2 separate regions of the Mus musculus genome follow, and region 1 is linked to region 2. Evidence: chromatin contacts called from public promoter capture Hi-C data. All regions are on one chromosome and are shown on one strand. Each heading gives the region's core, a stretch centred on a gene start, on an enhancer-like site or on the middle of the called end of the contact. The rest is flanking DNA. Distances are from core to core; before and after follow the strand shown. Region 1 holds the start of Lamb2 (laminin, beta 2). Region 2 holds the start of 1700102P08Rik (RIKEN cDNA 1700102P08 gene).

The links. Promoter capture Hi-C pulls out the DNA fragments that hold promoters and counts their contacts.
Region 1: a contact with region 2 is called in a promoter capture Hi-C map of embryonic stem cells. The contact joins the promoter of Lamb2 here to the promoter of 1700102P08Rik in region 2. A contact is called at or near these places in 16 of 39 promoter capture datasets (the 3T3-L1 cell line, 3T3-L1-derived adipocytes, the C10 cell line and 12 more), 1 of 15 datasets of contacts at CTCF or cohesin (large pre-B cells), 10 of 484 Hi-C or Micro-C datasets (bone marrow-derived macrophages, cerebellar granule neurons, cerebral cortex and 5 more), 27 of 115 datasets of contacts at active chromatin or transcription factors (the 230-238 cell line, the SCID.adh cell line, bone marrow-derived macrophages and 19 more) and 5 of 9 other capture datasets (adipose tissue, embryonic stem cells, liver and 2 more).

Annotation. Positions count from the first base shown.
Region 1 is chr9:108,478,439-108,481,955 of GRCm38.p6, forward strand. It overlaps Lamb2 (laminin, beta 2), which reads left to right and starts at 1,424. Exons shown (of 33, transcript NM_008483.3): 1 at 1,424-1,536; 2 at 1,620-1,705; 3 at 1,840-2,012; 4 at 2,100-2,235; 5 at 2,318-2,391; 6 at 2,796-2,984; 7 at 3,066-3,129; 8 at 3,370-3,517. The coding sequence starts at 1,621.
Region 2 is chr9:108,390,332-108,394,125 of GRCm38.p6, forward strand. It overlaps 1700102P08Rik (RIKEN cDNA 1700102P08 gene), which reads left to right and starts at 2,503. Exons shown (of 4, transcript NM_053216.2): 1 at 2,503-2,528; 2 at 2,904-3,308. The coding sequence starts at 2,908. It overlaps Usp4 (ubiquitin specific peptidase 4 (proto-oncogene)), which reads left to right. Exons shown (of 22, transcript NM_011678.2): 21 at 649-737; 22 at 1,348-2,198. The coding sequence ends at 1,506.

The DNA of each region.
Region 1 (3,517 bases), core at 174-2,673, 87 kb after region 2:
TGAGTTCAAGGCCAGCCTGGTCTACAAAGTGAGTTCCAGGACAGCCAGGGCTATACAAAGAAACCCTGTCTCGAAATAAATAAATAAATAAATAAATAAATAACCCTGTCTCTAAATAAATAAATAAATAAATATGACTCTATGATGTCCCTCATTGGCCGTCTAACCTTGAGACTAGAACTATCATGTAACTCCCTCTAATGCCCTTAGCCCCATCCTGCCCCTTTATCGAGTGATCTAAAATTCTGACCTATCACCTCTAGCATACCAGAGCTTCCCTAGATTGCTCACAGGACTCCTCTAGGTGACAGGAGAGTCTACTCTAGTGACAGGGAAAATCAGCGGATTGACTGCCCCGCCCCCATCCTCCTTTGTGAGGCGGAAAGTTTCCTCTGAACTTTCAGCTTTCCCACAGGCGCCTGCAGCTTCCAGTAATCTTTGCTTGATCTCCAGCAGTCTGTTCATAGCGGTGGCACTCAAAGCAAGCCGTACGGACCTGAACCCACCCTCTTCCCGCCTGAAGTCCCAGGGGTCTGGGTGGGGCGCGCGCCTAGTGGGTGCGCGCATTCCAACCCTCCGCTCCCGGGCTGCCAGGCGACTGGAAAGTCCGGCGTGGATAAATAGTCACAAGATTCGGATTCACTTGTTGCTGGTGGTCCAGAGTCTGTCACCCAGAACCCATCCTCTGGGTAACTGAGTAGCCACAGCCCATTTTAATCAGGAAACAGGCAACCTTTCTCGCAACCCATTTGCTGGAGTGCTTATGGACGGTCGAGTTCCTCGGAGTTCTGTTTCAGGCAGTAGTGCGTGGCCTTTCCAGTATCTCCGAGAGCTCAGTCCTAGTCTATCCTTTGGGGCGTCCTAAACCTTTCCACAGGTACAATAGAATTCTAGCTTGCACCTTTCCCATCCATCTCCCGACTGATGCTGTAACCCTGGGAGCCCCGCGGCTGATTTGTGGTTTCCATAGTGACACCAGGACAAAGGCCATAAGCTCCTTCCATCTGCCTTCCTGATACACAAAGATCACAAACCTCTCGATTTACCTCTGCCACCCGCCAACTCCACGAGCCCTCTTCCTGTCCCCTGAATGCCATGCTTGCCAGCAACCCCTGGTTCACATCGGGACTTAAGGGATCCGATGAAGATATGTGGACCAGGATGCTCTGTCTTTGAGCAGCCTACTCTAATTTCTTTTTGGATGCTCCCTTTTAGTTCCTCGAACTAAGCTGCTTCTTTGCTAAGTACACATCTGCTAAATAAACTTCAGCTTAAAAAGAAAGTGGATGAAGTAACCAAAGTCTGGTTCTTAGGATGAGGGTTGTCTGCAGCGGGCAGGGGTATGGTAGGGGGTGGGGTGCTATCCTCAGTTATAATCCTATTTTAGATCCACTCCGTGTTTTACTTCCTTCCCTTGCTTTCCAACTTTACTCAAAGTCGTCAGAGTCTCTCAGATTGTGGAGGAGTGACTGCTAGGTCCGACCCTGGACAGATTGAGGGCCTGGAGGGACACCAGCCCAGTACCCACACGGTCGGGTCAGCATCAGCCCCAAGGGAGGTGGTGGGCTTTCGTCTGTGGACTCTTTATCTCTCTTTATCTCTATTTTACTTTTCTTCAGGATGGAGTGGGCCTCAGGAGAACCAGGGAGGGGCAGGCAGGGACAGCCTTTGCCATGGGAACTTCGCTTGGGCCTACTTCTAAGTGGTGAGGGGGCCTGGTGAGGCCTAAGGTTGTGGGATGTGATGGTAGGTCCAGGGGTGGCAGGCTGTTCCCAGGGGCCCAAGGGATGGGGCTAGTCACCAGGAGTCCTGCTGAGCTGATTGACCCACTGTCCTCAGTGCTGGCTGCCACATTGGCCCAGGCCCCGTCCTTGGATGTACCTGGCTGTTCTCGAGGAAGCTGCTATCCAGCCACCGGTGACCTGTTGGTGGGCCGTGCGGACAGACTGACGGCCTCATCCACGTGTGGCTTGCATAGCCCTCAACCCTACTGTATTGTCAGTCACCTGCAGGTGCTTCTGGGGCCCCAGAGGAGAGGGCTGGGTCAGGGTGGGGTCGGCCCCAGCTAAGGTACCTATCCTACACTCCACCCAATCCAGGACGAAAAGAAGTGTTTCCTGTGTGACTCCCGACGTCCCTTCTCTGCTCGAGACAACCCAAATAGTCATCGGATCCAGAATGTAGTCACCAGCTTTGCGCCACAACGCCGGACAGCCTGGTGGCAATCGGAGAACGGTGAGCCCCTGAGTAGGTCATCAGGATGACTAGGGCTTGTAACCAGTAACCGCAGAACCTTGACCCCCTATTCCTGCTGCAGGGGTTCCAATGGTCACCATCCAACTGGACCTGGAAGCTGAGTTTCATTTCACCCACCTCATTATGACGTTCAAGGTGCCTGCGCGTCAGCGAACCCGCCTGATTTTGCTTTGCTTCTCAGTACCCCCTAACAGAGTCCTAGCTCTACAACGAAGCTTCCCTGAGCTCCTGTGTTGTGCTCTATGTGTGAAGCATGGTCACGTCCTGCATGGCTTCCATAGTTGAACACCTCTGCACATGCTCTCTTGTGCCCCATTCCTAGGCTAAGTCAGATACAGTCTCTCTGGGTCTCGTGGTATTTTAACCTGCCTGTCAGAGGTGGCTGTCCTCCCTGGTCTGATCATGGTCTGGCTTTCCTAGTCTTTCCCATGTGTCTGAGATGCTCAGCAGTGATCATGACTAAGCAGAGCTCTCCGTAACCTAGGCTGGACTGAAGTCCTGGTTCCTGCTAGTCAGACATGTCCTCCTTCCCCATCCAGACGTTCCGGCCTGCTGCTATGCTGGTGGAGCGTTCTGCAGACTTTGGCCGCACCTGGCACGTGTACCGATATTTTTCCTATGACTGCGGGGCTGACTTCCCGGGAATCCCACTGGCCCCGCCACGTCGCTGGGATGATGTAGTGTGTGAGTCCCGCTACTCAGAAATCGAGCCGTCTACGGAAGGCGAGGTAAGGGCTGGGACCCAGCTAGTGGGGTCTGTGATGGACGTGAAGCGAGGTTCATTATCTGTGGACTTCTTGCCCTGCTAGGTCATCTATCGTGTGCTGGACCCTGCTATTCCTATCCCAGACCCCTACAGCTCACGGATTCAGAGTGAGTGTTCTACTATGGAGATTGGCACAGTCTCAGTGTCCGGATGGGGACTATTTGGGGCCTCAGTAACTATTTTAGGTGCTTCCTAGGGCAAATGCCAAGCCCAGTTTAGCTCTGGGAGCAATAGAAAAGAGGTCTCCCAAGGTGACCTTGGCAGCTGCAACCAATGGTGGCACTGGTGGGGACGAGGCAACAAGGGGCCACCTGCTTAGTTGGACGAGACCCTCTTCCCTTTCTTAGACCTGTTGAAGATCACCAACCTACGAGTGAACTTAACCCGGCTTCACACACTGGGAGACAACTTGCTTGACCCACGGAGGGAGATCCGGGAAAAATACTATTATGCTCTCTATGAACTTGTCATCCGTGGCAACTGCTTCTGCTATGG
Region 2 (3,794 bases), core at 1,253-3,752:
CCAAAATTATAGGACACCCTGTGCTCACCCTTTCAAGTTTGTCTGAAAGACCCAGGTTGGAAAAAATGGTGAATTATTTCCACTGGGCTGCAGTGCCACACGCCTTTAATCTCTGTGGGAGGCAGAGGCAGAGGATCTCTGAGTTCCAGGACCACCGGGGGACACAGAGAAACTGTGTTTTGAAAAGCCAAAAACAAACAAAATGTACAAAACCATGAGCCATAGGGGCCGGGGATTTATTTAGCAGCAGAGTGTGTGCCTAGCAAGTACAAGGCCCTGGGTTTGGATCCCCTAACCTCTGGGGAAGAAATAAAAAGAACTATAAATTATCGACTATAAATGATCATTACTTATATGTATGTGCATATTTTAAAAATTATTTCTATAATCTGGTGGTGGTGGTTTTCTGTTTTGAGATGTGGTTTCACTGTGCAACCTACCTAGACTTGGCCAGGATGGCCTTGAACTTGGGAGTAGTACTTCTGTCTCTGGTTCCTGAGTGGATCCACACTGGGTATACATTATTCTTAGTTTTAGTGTTAACATTTTGGGTATGAGTATGTGCGAGTATTTAGTGCTAACCTAATAAGGTTACAAGATTATTTTTTTTTTGGTGGCCATTAGAGCATTTTGTTTGTAACTTGGCAGACACTGCATATGCGAAGAACAGACTGAACGGGAAATGGTATTACTTTGATGATAGCAGTGTGTCCCTGGCCTCTGAGGACCAGATAGTGGTGAGTACTTTCCCAGGTGCCTGCTCCTCCCTGGGCTCTCAACAAATCAACCGAAAAGGTTCCCTCAAGCCAGACGGTTACCTCCTTATCTGCTAGGGCTCTGAGTGGAGCAGAGGGGACTGCCATTCATCCTAGATCTTTCCTAACGGAGAAGCTCAGTTTTCCTAGAGGTATCACAGTGCATCTATCTGCATTTGCTAGAGCCATGGCAGGGGCATCAGGAAGCAGCTAATAAATAAAGGTGGCAGGTTCCCGAGAGTACAGCTGTCCACTCAGTCACTCAGTGAGTGTGCTTGTTTATTGAGATAGTATCTCTATATCTCTGCCTGCTCTGAAACTCATTTTGTAAGTTTGTAGCCTCAAACTTAGGGTAATTCTCCTACCTCTGCTTCTTGAGTGCCGGTATTACAGATATCCATCCCCACATTCAGTTTAAGATTGCTTTTTTTTTTTTTTAAGATAGGGTTTCACTCTGAAGCCCAGGCTGGCCTTGACCTTGGAAAAAGAATCCTCCTGTCAGGCCCCCCTCGCCTTGCTGGGATCACAGGTGCTAGGAAAGGGGTGGGGTGAGTTTATTATCAGTGAATGGACCCCATTCCTTGTGTTTTAGACGAAAGCCGCCTACGTGTTGTTCTATCAGCGTCGGGATGACGAATGCTCCAGCACATCTTCGCTCGGCAGTTTCCCCGGTTCTGATGGAGGGGTGAAGCTGAGCAGCTCACACCAGGGCATGGGGGATGAGGAGGCTTACAACATGGACACCAACTGATGTGGCCTCTGTGACCCTGCCACCCTCCCAACACCAGCATCCTCCCCCAGGAGAATATCTGTGGCACTCTTGAAGACTGCTCATATCAATCTCAAACCAGATGAGGACATTACCTCCTTTTATGAGAAGAGGAAGGAAAGAGAAACCCTGCTTTCTGAGAAGGGCTCTATGTTAAGAGGCTGGATTATTTTTTCTTTTAAACGGGTGGTGAGAGAAAAACCTGTGGAGCTCAATTGTGGGCTGGGGTTTGGTGCACAGTGGCATGTGTCTCATGGATTCCAAAGAGTGGAGAGGAAGACCCTGCAATGAGCATGGTGCAGCCATGAAGACCCACCTGCAGGGCTGCTCCGAACTGGGTTTTGGATTCTGGTGCCCACACTGCTCACCCCAGTAGTCTGGCCACAGTAAACCAAGCCTCCAGCAAATTTGATGTTGTCCTCTAGTTCTTTGCTGTTCATTGAGATGGGCTTATAGTTTTCTAAACTGTCTCTGAAACCCGTTTCTATTCTCTTGTTCTCTCAGAATTTTCCAGCCGCCTTCCCGGTTATGAAATGAAGTTAGTATTGGGCTATTGTTTTCAGTTTCTCACAGACTCCTAGAAGTTCTGTTTTGTCCCCCACTGCCCTTGATAAAGTGATTCTATGTGGAACTTTCATTAGCTCTCCCTTAAAAGAAGTCTATTCATAAAACTGGGTGCAGTGTGTGGCATTGTTTCTCCACGTTAGCTTCAGAAGAACACAATGGGTATTTTTCAGATCTCCAAACATTCTAGTTAATAAGGTTTAAGAAAATACTTTTTCGGTAATAGACCCTCTCCAGACCGGATTCTCTTCCTTAACCCTTCCCTTACTCCCCTAGTGGCAAAGCCGGCAACCTAACAGGCCAGCTCTAGGGCCTTTGTTCCCATTGGGGTCATGTGAGTCTTCACCTCGACCTTTAACCTAGTAGGTGGGGGTTGGGAATCGCTGGTCTTGGAACGTGGACTCAGTGACCGTTGGGCACTCTTGTGCGGCAACGGCTGGGTGAGGACTCAACGGGGCCCCGTCCTGTCTAGGCTGGCCATAGTTTGGGGGCCCAGACAGCAACTGGGCGCAGTAGTGGGTGGAGGGAAAAGGCTTAGCGGCCTACAGGCTAAGGAAGCTCTGGGCGGTGAGGCGGGGCGTCTCGGGCCCTCCCCCGTGACCCTGGGTCCTCTGAGAATCCCGTGACCCTGGGTCCTCTGAGAATGGCGGGTGATCCGCCCCTCCGAGGAAAAGAACGAAGGATGATGTTGTATAACCGTAGGTCATACTCGAAATCGAGGTTGAATCCCAGCCTCCTGTATAGAAGCATCATTTTCCCGTTGCTCCGTGCATTTACAATTATCACTTAATAAAAGAAAGCATGGTCGCTTTTAGGGAAATGTCTGAAAAACTACGAAGATGCAGAAAGGAGCTGACTGCTGCTATAGACCGAGCCTTTGAAGGAGTCAGGCATTCTCAGGAGTGCACAGCCCAGCAGAGGCTGGACGCCCCGTCGCTCACCTCCCAGCCGGTACACAGGCTCCTCTGCAGAAACCCACTGGCTGCCTGCCCCTCTGCTGCCCCATACTCTGGTGCCTCGTGTGCTCCTGAGAGTGAGAACCCGGCCTTCGGGACACACCATATTCCGGTTAATTCAAAACTTCAGCAGCCTCTATACCCCAAAAGGAAACCTCTGACCAGCAAGGAAAATGTCTTGATGCAGTCTTCCATTTTGGCACGTGACAGACAGTTTTGGAGAGCTGCAGGTGATGGGGAAGACTGGAGAAAAGATAGTTTAAGGTGATTTTAATTCGATAGCTTTCTAGAAACCGTTGTTTGTTTAAAAAAACAAACAAACAAACAGCACTCGGGAGGCAGAGGCAGGCAGATTTCTTGAGTTCGAGGACAGCCAGGGCTATACAGAGAAACCCTGTCTACAAACAAACAAAAAAGTTGAAGATCTCAGATCTAATGACTAAGCTAGCCTCCTCTTTGGAGCGTTGACTGTACACAAGAAATTCATGGTTTTTAGAATGTGGGCCGGCAAACAGTTTTTATGTGTTTAGGTTGAAAGCCTGGTTATTTTCCAAACAGTCATCGAAACTACTGTACCAAAGGGTAATAGGTGTTGAGCTAGTTTTAAATTGTGGGTAGTGCGAAGGACTGAATCCAAGGCCTCACACATGCTGGGGCAGGCACTCCCGCTGATCTACAAGCCTTTGCAATGTTTTGTCTGGTTTGATACTTTAAGGATTTTCCCTAAGTTTTTTTAATGTTTGTCTTTTG